Linked DNA regions of Gossypium hirsutum: region 2 is linked to region 1. Evidence: chromatin contacts called from public Hi-C data. All regions are on one chromosome and are shown on one strand. Each heading gives the region's core, a stretch centred on a gene start, on an enhancer-like site or on the middle of the called end of the contact. The rest is flanking DNA. Distances are from core to core; before and after follow the strand shown.

Evidence for each region. A called contact is a pair of places that touch in the nucleus more often than the background predicts.
Region 2: a contact with region 1 is called in a Hi-C map of leaf, with 1.9 times the contacts expected there. The contact joins the promoter of LOC107889363 here to the promoter of LOC107889356 in region 1. A contact is called at or near these places in 7 of 34 Hi-C or Micro-C datasets (callus, leaf and petal).

Annotation. Positions count from the first base shown.
Region 1 is chrA09:69,447,526-69,453,756 of Gossypium_hirsutum_v2.1, forward strand. It overlaps LOC107889356, which reads right to left and starts at 4,017. Exons shown (of 1, transcript XM_016813744.2): 1 at 3,418-4,017. The coding sequence starts at 4,017. The coding sequence ends at 3,418.
Region 2 is chrA09:69,641,193-69,647,423 of Gossypium_hirsutum_v2.1, forward strand. LOC107889363 (protein-tyrosine-phosphatase PTP1) reads left to right here and starts at 3,227. Exons shown (of 9, transcript XM_041076553.1): 1 at 3,227-3,828; 2 at 3,914-4,010; 3 at 4,168-4,250; 4 at 4,355-4,495; 5 at 5,156-5,290. The coding sequence starts at 3,628.

The DNA.
Region 1 (6,231 bases), core at 2,767-5,266:
CAAAATTACTCCAAATATCCTAACCCACTCTCTAAACTCTAACCCTTTTTTAAATTCTAATTCAATCAAATAATCCTAAACTAATTGAGGCTTGTGTGCCTGGGAGGGGCTTGACAGCTCATTGCCCCCTTACCTCAATGGTCAAAACAAATTTTCATGCTCAAATCGCCTCCAACTAGGGGTGTTCAAATGGTTAACCGATCGGTTAACTAAATTGAATTAGTATTAATTGAATTATCTGAACTTTTTAATTTTTTAATTGTTAACCGAACTGAAATTTTTTTTAAAAAAAATTAGCCAAACCAAAATATTTCGATTAATTCGGCCGGTTAACCGAATTAACCGAAATTTATATATTTTAGTTTTTTTAGTTAAAACAAGTATAATACATATAAAAAATAAATTTATAATGTTCATTTGATTGGATTAACCGAATTAATCGAACTAGTAATAGCCTAATACATATAATCTATAATATTATTGATTAAGTTTGGTTAATTACCCGATTTCAAAAACCATTAACTGAAATTCAAAAAAACCTTTAACTAATCTCCAACCGAACTAGACCGTTAACCAAATTAAATCGGTTCAGTTGGTTAATTCAATTTTAACCGAAGTTTGAACACCCCTACCCCCAACAAACCTGATTAAGGACATGGACTTCAAATTTCCGCTTTTCACTATCGATTTAATATCATTTGGGTAAAAAACTCAATAATAAAACTTTTTTAATTTTTTATACAATATTTAGAACTATTTGTATTCTCACTCTTAACCCTTAAATAAAATAATAAACACGCTTCAAATAGTTGGAACCCACGTCTTCTTACATTACTAGTAATATCAATACTAATTGAACTAAAACTCAATCAACAAAAATATTTTAATTTTAAATATTATAAATAATATTATATATAAGATTAATTCTTTCTTATATAATAACATCGGTAATGATACAAATATGACAAATTCTATCCTTAAAGAAAGGAAAGCAGAGAAAAGGGATGCAAAACACAATTATTGATGCCGCTTTAGCAAAATGTAATAACCTATACTACTATATATATACTGGCCTTAGGGCCTTTCTTCTTTCACACTGCTCTACGGTTTTCATTATTATTGTAAATTGGTCTCTTTATTTAGATTATATTTATATTTTAACTTTGATTTCTATAAGATTTAATTTTCATCCTTTATTTTTCTTTTACATAATTTAGTATCTCAATGTTTATAATTTCAATAATTATTTATATAAAAAGTAGGTCCTAAACAATTTTATCACCGCATGTGTTCTTTTTCTCGCCTTATAAAATAATGGTAAAAATTTTAGTATTAATCTATCTACTTTGCTAAAGTTTAGGATTTAGTCTATATTAATTATTTTAATAAGTATTTGTTATACTATACGTTGATAATGACAATAGGAATGATCGTAAAGTAATAAGAAAGAAAAATAAGAATAGGCAGATTTTACGTAGAAAACTCTTAACAGAAAAAATCATGGGTAGAAAAAGAAAAATTCACTAATGTTAAAAAATAACAATACAAGAGGTTTTCCACTACACACATTTTAAGGATTAAACAACTCTGTTATAGTTAATGTCAAATAGAAGAAGTATAGTCTTATATGGATTCAACTTGTGTGACATGATCTGTACCGTAGGGGCTCTGTCCCCGCACCTCGATCGCCCCTACAAATCTCCTATTTTACCTTTCTATTTTATTTTTTTAACAATTGAGTTGCATATTAAACTTTTCAAGCCAGATCAAATGTAATTTAAGTCACACTACTCTATAAATATTTAATAGAAAATTGAAGACGAACGAAAGCTGACATAACATTCTAATATATCTAATATATTAAAATAAGATGGTGATAGAAGTAAGATGTGGAAATATCCAAAATTCTAGTTATATTTATTTTAAATTATTATTAAGTATTATTGATCAATCTATTAATTATGTATCTTAACATGATTTGTTAAAAATATATAAATTTATACATATCGAATATAAATATTTTGATTTTCTTTTCCTTTTAACAAATTAATAAGAAAGGAGAATGAACGACAATTATTGAGCTGGACATGCTCTGGAAGGACAGATGATGGGGTGACAAACGTGTAAATACAACTCCATGGTTTGGACGTGGAAATAAATCATTGTTAATTAAACGTGTAAATATAATTACATGATTTGAATATGAGTTTGAAGATGTTAAAAGTACATTTATATATTTAATTAAAAATCGAAGTGAGTTTTAGATAATTTAAATAAAAATAAAGGAGAAGATTTTGATTTACATTTTAAAGTAAGGGTTTGTTTGTTTGGTGTAAAATTTTTTACAGAAATGATATCTGGAAAATGTATTAATTTTTGAAAAAATTGATACTTTATGATGTTTGGATGATTTTATGGAAAATATTTTTTTGTTGTTTTGTAAATTTTCTTGAAATCATTTTTTAAAAAATGTTTTGAGTGAAAAAAAATATAATATTAACAAGATTTTTCATAATTAATTTGAGATCTAAAACTTTGAGAATATAAAAAATGAAAAAAAGAAAAGAGAGAAGAAAATGACATGAAAAATATAGATCAAATTACATAGGATAGAAAATAAATAAAAATAAAATTCATGGCATGAAAAATGAAAAAAAGAAGAAGAAAAATGATCTGATTTTGTAAAAACAACCGAAAGGAGGGAACAAGGTTAGAAAGGATGTGGCATTAGCATCCCACAACGTGCCCCTAAAATGATGTATTGTAGTATCCTGATATTTTATTCGTAGTTTATTAAATTTCATTATATTTGGTACATTGGGAAAAAAGAACCTTTATTTCTCACACCAAAAGTAATAAAGAAAAAGATAATGTTTGCGGAAGGAGCTACATTTTCTTGGAAAAAAATCCTCCGATATCTTTCATATATATTTTTTTTATTACAAATCAACGCCAAAATTTAACAGTGAAGGTAGCTCAACAACCTGATATGGCTCCATCCATCCCAATACAAAAAACACATGTCAACATTGGCAAAGCTAAAAAATATTGACAGAAAAACACACAAGTGGTATGGAGAAGAGTCAAATTTTTTGAACATCAGTGTCATTTTCTAAGGTCCAATGGAGTTTTGTTCTCTCACATGGACTAGTGTAATTCCTAAAATACATACATCACATGAAAATACATCCAGCACAAGTAAATTATTATATCATTGTTTCTAGTAACTCATGATCAAACAGCCCAATTCCTTCATTCATTCATTAAAAAAGACAAAAGGCAGAGGCAACATTTCAGCTTTCTATTCATATTATATATTACAGACATCATCCATCCTTGTCCTCATATGCAACATAAAACAGAGGAAAATTAAAGAAAGAGAAATTAAGAGCAGCAGAATGTGATCACTGGATCTGTTTAAGTTGAGCGACGAGTAGTAAGTATGCCGTAATTAGCTGTTCTGCTAGACCTTGGCAGATACACTACTGATTCCGAGACAGCACAGGTTCTTTTACAAGAAGAGTAGAGATTAATAAATCCCAACCTGTCACTGATACTCCTTGTTACTTTAACTCCACTCCATAAATTGCTTCCTGATTCTTCATCATTATCATCTTTGCAACATTCCACCATCGCCGCGAAAAATGGATCCTTCCCGCCTGCATTCGATGCTTTTTTCCGGGCTAAAATCTCTTCAAAGTTGTTCCTTTTGGAGGTGGGTGGAGTGGCCGGGGGAGGTAATGGCAGCAACTTTATGGACCCTTTTTGCTTCTCATCTTCTAGCTTCTTCTTAGGAACCCCTGGCAAATGCTCCCAAGAAAAGGGTACACCGGAAAATCGGAGTGGTGTAGCAGGACTCAGAGGTGAATCCTCCGGAAAATACAAAGATCCGAGTGAAGATGACGACGAAGAAGAAAGTGTTCGTCGGGAGGAATGGTATTTGGCTGCCGGAATGATGGTGTCACAATCTTTTGAAGCCATTTGGTCACGGCCACTTTGAGTTGATGAGGAATCCATAGCTTAAGAGAAAAAGAGAGGGGGGGGGGGAAGACCAATTTGTGTTGTTATATGATGCCTTTTTATTTATTTATTTGATCTTGTTTGCATATATTTATATTGATACCGTATTTGTTGCATATAAAAAGTTTTCTTCTTTTCTTTAGGTTTATTATATATATATATATATTTATATTTATCAATTTTACTTTTTTTTATGTTTTTTAAATTAAATTGGGTTCTCAGTGTTATAAAAAAAATTCAATTTTGACCATAAAATTTTCTAAAAAATTAAATTAATTTTTAAAAATAAAAATACTAACTAAAATATATAATTTTTAAACATTTCATTCCACATGTTAATGTATATGTACTTAATGCTAATTTTTCTTAATTTTTAGGAACCTTATATATATTTTGAATTTTATTATAATTTTTAAATTATTTATTAATTTGATATATAATACAAATAATATTATGTCAACATGAAATATACATTAAAGAGTTAATATTTTAGCAAATAATTCTATTTAAAAAAATACGTAATTCTTTTTAAAAAATTAATGAGTAAAAATTAAATGAGATTATAAGATAATATCAAATAAAAAAAGAGAGGGGAAGGCAAGGAAATATAAAAAGGAGTAGGGAGAGAATGGTGGTGGTTTATGTAGCTGAACCGATACATGGGACCCTAAACCGGTGGTAAATCAATATTGTGGTTATTATTGTTTTTTATTGAAAGATGAACCTATATATTTAAGAAATAGTCCCACATATTTATATTTATTTTGGGAGGTGTCCTTATTATGGTTAGATTGAAATGTGGCCATGGAAATGGAAATGCAAATGCAAATGCAAATGCAACATTAGACTGCGTGACAGTCTCCTTACATCATATATGCACAAACCCGGTTTTACATGAAATCCTACCTTAATCAAACCACCATACACTCACCATTTATTTTCATAAAAACATTAATCTAAATTAAAAATAGTTTAATTGGATTTCGATTATGAAATAAAATTTGGGTCAAATATATTTATATTTTTTATTAATTAATTATATTTTTTAAGTTATATATATATGTAATTTTTTTAATATCCTATTTAAAAAGGAAGAATTATATTCTTTAAAGTATTTGTGTGTTAATAAATTAAATCCAGATTTTGATAGTTCCAACGTAGAGAATTATGGGGTGTTGAATTAATGTAGCAAATTTCAATTCTAATGCGACAGAAAACCTGAAACGGTTGCTGACAATGTCTGCAATTGCTTTTCCTTGATCTACTTTTGCAGTACAAATTATTGGTTTGTTTTCATTGAAAAATAAAATCTAAAGGCATCGATTTACAAAGATGGTGTTTTAAGTCTAAAATGGTAATTTTATTTTAACTCTGGTTTGCATTTAACGATGTTAATCTATAGATTTTGCATCAACCAGTTGGATCTATTGGTCAATAATTCACCTTTGATTCCTATTTTATAAGTTTCTCATTCATCCAGTTTAATTTTCTTAACTTCATTAACTAGATGAGACCAACATTTGATACTTTTTGATTTTTTTTTTTAATTTCGACTCATTTTAATTGAATTATTTAATTTTTTCAAATCATAAATTAACTTTTTCAAATACAAGTTGAGTTACATTTTACAATTCAAATAACTTGAACAAAATTTTATGTAAATACCTCCTCAGTCCCTGATAATTTTAAAAATATGTAAATTTATCTCTCTCAAAATATTTAAAATTTTTAAAATAATCTTCTAAAATTCAAAATATTTATAAAATATTTTTTAAAAATTTTATAAAATATTTGTATAAATTCAAAAAAATAAAAATATTAAAAATATATAAAAATACTAAATTATAATTTTTTTAAAAAAATCCAAGATGATAAATTTGAGGTATTAAATAAATAATTATCAAACCAAATTTATATACTAATCATCTTTTTTTCCATTATTTTATATATATATATTTTAAAATATATATAAATGATATTTGATATTTTTTAATTCAAGTTTTAAAAATTTATTGACTCGACTCAATTTAATTTTAACATGACAAGAAATAAAATCCAACAATACAATATTTAACATGATTTAATAGCTTTAGTTTACATCCATGATCTAAAGATATAAAGATTGGTCCATTAAACTTTTACAAGAAAAAAACACACACACACACACACAAAATACAATTTATATATACAACTTCACTTCAGTATATTGAC
Region 2 (6,231 bases), core at 1,977-4,476, 190 kb after region 1:
CATCTCAACCTCAAGGCTTTACCATTTGTATAGACAAATAACCATTCATTATTTTATCAAGTTACCAAATGCATATACTCATATATCTAAAGTTCAACAATGCCAAAATACAACACATTTATTTCATTATCACTATTTGACCATCCTATGTACATGCCATATATAATCAAGCTCGAAACATTCAAAAGTCTACTGAAATCGAGAGATGATAAGTGTATGCGTCTCGCTGATCCGATCGACACGTTCTGAATATCCAAAATCTACAGAAAAGTAGTAACATGGGTAAGTATTATAAAATTCTTAGTAAGCTCATACAATATAACAATATAATTACCTTTATTACTTAACAAATATATAATCTATTATGTAACACAAATTCCCTATCAAAACATGGCAAAACAACATCAAATAGGTAAGACTTTGGATCAAAAATCATATTTTCAATCTCAATAAGCAATATATCAAGCTCAACCCAAATATACATATTGTATCTATTTCACGACTATCTTTTTCCAGCATCAATATCATTGTTTCCACATTTCATTTGTATCTTTTGCCAACATCAATTTCATATATTCACATGTCCATTTTTATTTCTACTCGATGAAATATCGTAAAAGAACGTAGTATACAAGTGAAAATAATAGTGTTGGTTACTCGTTTAGGTTAAACCTACACGATAAATATCAATTGCTTATTCGAGCTAATCATGAACAATAGTGTCTGATTACTCGTTCGAGTTAAACCTACACAACAAGTATCAATTGCTCGTTCCAGATAGTCATAAAATAATAGTGCCTAGTTACCTATTTGGGTTAAACATACACAACATATAGCCTGGCCAGGGCTTAATATACATGTATCCTCGAGTCCGCAACAAATGCTAAAGCTCGACACCATTAGGCATCAACACGTAACCTCGTATATGAGGCTTTTACTGAGTTCATCAGAGGGAAGTTGTACAGTTTATTTGCACTATTGAGTGGTTTATCCACACCGTTTGAGTGTTTTAACCATACTGCATTAGTAGGTTCAATATACAAACATGTTGTGCATCCATAACCTTTTGGCAGCTTGTCTGCAAAAACTTTTTAACAAAAAAACCGATGGTTCACCCTTTTTTATTACTAGTGGTTTATCCAGAATGAGTGGTTCGTCCACAACGATGAGTGGTTTTATCCACAACATGGTATAAATGTAGAAGAGTTTTGGGGAACTCCTACTGTGGTGTGTAGCGGTGGGGTAAGACCCTTTTTTGATAAATTGAAATTGCTCTGTATTTATAAGCATTTGCATGATTGTGAATACTGAGAAATTATGATAATGAGTTAATCTGAAACACCGAAATTCCAAGTTGCTATTCAATTTGTGTTTATCCTTTAAGTTGATATTCTGTATATTTTGTCTACTGTTTGCACTGATTTTCTTGTAATAGAACTCACACTGAGCTTCATAGCTCACTTTTATTTTAATTCTATATTCACAGATAACCCACCAGGTTAGGGCACTGACTTGGCATACGGAGGGCTCAGCTTGAATCTGTTTTTCTCTATAAATATTTTTAATTTATTATTTGACAATTTAATTATTCAAAGATTGTATGTTATTTTTGAACTGTGGCATGGCACTTAAGTTTTGGTTTTTAATTAGCATGCATGTCTTTTAAATTGATTTTAGGATATTAATGTGAATATTAATTAATTAAGCAAGAACTTCGATTTTTATTAAAAATATAAACTATTATCATTTTTCCACTACTAGAGTATAAGTAAAATTTTGGGAAGGAATTAATAAAATAGAAATTAATTAAGTTTTCAAAAATAGTTACCGTTATAAGAAAAATGTTAAACTTAATCAGTTTTCATCAACACATGAGTTTTCTGAAAATTAATTAAGTGTTCTTCTAAAATAAAAAAAATGATTTAAAATGACCGTTTTATGAACCCCAATCGCTACTAGGTCATTTCGGTGACCAATGTAATCTCTTGAATTCAGGTCTAACGTCTAAGCCGAGTTGGGGAGGTTACAAAAATAGTGTTCTTAAACAAATTGACATTAACATTTTGATTGAAATAATTAACAATATTAAGTATTTAGGCTAATTAATGACATTATAAAAATATAATGATCAAATTATGTCCAAAATTAAAATATAAAGATTAAATATCAAGTTTCAGCATAGTATAAATGCTAACAAAAGTTTGATCATTGTCTTACAATGTAAAAGAAGAAGAAGAAGCAAACCAAACTCAAAAGAAACGAAAAGCATATTCGTTTTTAAGAATCTTAGGGCATTCAAATTGTATATAATCACGTAACATTCTAGTCTAAAAATTAATAATATTAAATATTAAATCAATTAATAAAATTATAACAATATAGAGATTAAATTATGTTAGAAATTAAAGTGTAACAGTTAAATCTCAATTTTAAACATATTAAGAAGATAAAATTGAATTTTAACTATTTTTTAAAATGTTAAAAAATAAAAGAAAAGAAAAGAAAACGTGTCAATAGGTGTTTCCTTTTATATAAAGTTAATATAGATTAGATAAACAAATTTTAAAATTTTAATTTAAAACTTAATCCAACATTTTTAATTTATTTATGTTAACTTAAAAAATATTTAATATTTTAATTTATTTTTTATTTTAATTTATATAAATATTATTTGTTTAAAAATTTATGTTTAAAATAAATAAATAGATAAAAATATTAATAATTAATTTATCCATTTAATTTGACTTTAATAGTTTTTATTTATTTAGTTATAAATTACCTATATTATCAATAACTATTTGCTAAGTTAATATTTTTAACTTTTTATGTTTAAGATAAATAGTTAATCAGATAATAAAAAAATTAAAAAGTTAAGCTATTCATTTAATTAGACTTAAATAAAATTTCAATTAATTAATTAATTATATATTATCTATAACTTTATGTTAATTTAATGTTTTTGAAATTTTATGTTTAAAATAAACAATTAATTAGATAAACATAAATGGATTCATTTGATAATATACGTGGATTACCTAGATTTCGTTATGTTTATTGTGTGACTTACCTCAATCCTGAGTAAATAACGGAGTGTGTGACTAGTCTATTTTAATATATTAAAAGCCTAAGTTCAATTGATAATAGAGCCAAAAGTTGATAGATTGGATATACAATTTTTATAAGACATACATCCACTTATGATAACGGACTTCAAAACCCAATAAATGCCGAATGATAGATAGAAAAAGTAAGGTGGTCAGGGATAGGTGAATGATTAATATAAGATGAAATAAGGAGCTAATTTGTTATTAGACCAAAACATGAAAGGTGATAATATTAGATATTAAATAAAAAAGTTTTTAGAGTTTGGTGACGAAAACAGAAATATATTCATGGTTGGGTGAGGAAGGGCGTAATTTATCAAGTTTCAGTAACTCAAATGATAAAAGGAGAAAAAAGAATTCACATGATTAAAGCGTTAATTATAACCATGAGATGATTGAGATCCAGTCAATCATCAAAATCTGAATCCAAGTTTTTCCCAAATTCCCACAAACCGCATTCATTCCTTAGACTACAACGGGTAATCTTATTTCGAATTGCGTTTCTTCAAAGCGGAAACCGGCCATGGCTGCCGCCGCTAATCCCCGCTCTTTCTACTCGGGTTCCAATCCTCCTCACCCCAACCGCTTTGTTTTCTCAGCCGATCCTCCTCCCAAAATCTCACTCACTCCCGATCAATTCAACTACTGCTCTGAGGCTCTCAAATTGTTCTCCCAAAAGCTCCAGATGCCCGACGAAATCAACCGCGAGTTCTCGCACTTACAGGTGCTTTTTACCTTTTCTTTTCTTTTGCATTTCAATATTGTTTATCGGAAATGGGTTATTAATTTGGTTTTTTCACTATCTTTAGGCAAATAGGATTACACCTTCGGAGATGATGAGGAGATGCACAGTGGGTTTTAACGGTGCTAATTTGGACAAGAATCGATACTCTGATGTCATACCATGTACTTTAAAAAGTTTATTTTTTTTCCAAAGTAAATTGCCTAAGTCGTTTGCACGATTAATTTGTAGTAAATGATCAAGAGCTTTTCCTTCTATTTTTTTCCTTTTTTTTTATACATCAAAGTGATTTTGCTAAAGACTTTCTTTTAATGGTTTCAGTCGACACGAACAGGGTAGTTCTTAATTCATGTAAAGATTACAGGCCAACTGCAAAGGGTTATATCAATGCCAGCTTTGTCACGGTAGATCTCTACTTTTGTCGTGTTTTAGTTGAAAGGAATTTATATCTATTTAAAACTATTTCCCTCCAATTGACCTATTTGGATCATGATATTCTTGAATGCAGACTTCTTCTTCTGAAAACATTTCTAAGTTTATAGCCACGCAAGGTCCATTACCTCACACCTACGAGGACTTCTGGGAGATGGTTATCCAATGCCATTGCCCTGTCATTGTGATGCTTACTCGGTTGGTTGATAATTATAAGGTACTTAGTTATATAGGGGCTGAGGCAAAGCACTTCTATTCTTTGAAAGTGGTTGAGCATGCATGGTTTCCAGCTAGGCGTGTTTCATTAAACCAGAGGGTTCCCCCATTCAAAGTTTGGTTGGTTCATCTAAGTAACTGATTCTAGGTGTTGTGTGTGCATGATAAAACTAACTATTTTTCCCCTAAAATTTAATCTAGATGATTACTTCTTGTATTTCCAGCATTATCTTAGAGTTGAGCTCTTGCTTGTGTTTTTGATAACCATTGAGAACATGTATGCTCATACTTTTTTTCTTTTTAAAGAAAAATGTTATTGATTAATATACTATAAAATGATCATATTGGTTTCTTTGAGGATTATAATATCTGGTTGTGTAAATTAAATAGAGACAGTAATTATTAGGCAACTTTGTTTGTTCAGTCTCGGTGCTTGTTTTTGTTTCCTAACTGTCACTTGTACCTTTTAGCAAACCATAAGAATTGCCACTTAAAGTTATCATCTGAACTGGTTGATTTTGGTGTTGATATTTCATTGATGATAGAGTTTTGTATGATATCATTTACCTCTTCACTTTTTGGTTGAGTATGCGCAATTTCATGTTTCTAGTATTCATTTGTTTTTGTTTTGGCTCTATTCTTATTTACAATTTATGTGCAGACGGTAAAATGTGGAGATTACTTTCAAGCAGAAAATGGTCCTAGACAATTTGGCAATATCTGTATTGATACTAAATGGATACAAGAAACAGAAACCTCATTATTGATACGCAACTTGGAAGTAAATTATAAGGAGGTATGATTTCTGTGTTGAAAGTCCTGACCTTTTGTTACAACTTCCAAGAAAGCATCATATGCCGCAGTTTCTACAATGGAACCGTACTTGAGATTATTCTACTCTTGTTTGTTTGAATAGTGTATATTTATTTAGTTTAATTCTGCAACAAGATCTTGTTCTGGTCCTCAATATAGTGACCTCATAAATATTGTCCTATAGCGTAAACAAACTAAACCATGAGGTTCAGACAAATAATTTTTGGCCAAACACCAAGGGAGAATGTGACACAAAATATTAGTAAACAATCTTCATTCATGCTCTTTCATGAATTACATCCACTAGCAACTGACTCACACCACTTAAATTTCGGTCTAAAACTCTTTCATGAATTTTATCTCCTAGCAACTGGCTTACACCATTTAAAGCTGGGTCCTCCAAACTATCTATGCGTCAAGCCAGTAGTGCAAAAAAGGAAATGAGTTTGAGCAAAGCGCTTTGACTTCAGATGAATTTTATAAAACATTGTTTTGCCAAGTTTCTCTACATTGTTTAAGGATATTCTAGCAGAACTTGTTTCTCCTGAAACCACTATAACTTGATTTCCGGTTGCAGCTTTCAAAGACTTAGCTTTCACGTTGAATTTAAATAGTTTTTGGTTGAAAGACTGCATCACCTTCACATTGTTGTTTTCTTTCAAGTTTTCCTGCTTTTCTTGAGTTTAGCATTGAGTTTATTTTGATAGAAAATGAATCAATTCTTTTTACTACAGAGTCATAACCCGACATTGTGTCCCTTGAGGTATCCAAAATATAATCAGCCTACCGCCAATCTTGCCCTTCTTCTAAAATTGTGGCAGGAACCCTATGGACAATAGGAGATTTTCCCTCAACTTGAAATGCTTCAATTTCTTCACTTCCTTCAGGATACCTGTCATAAATGGGTTCTAGCATATCATTCTC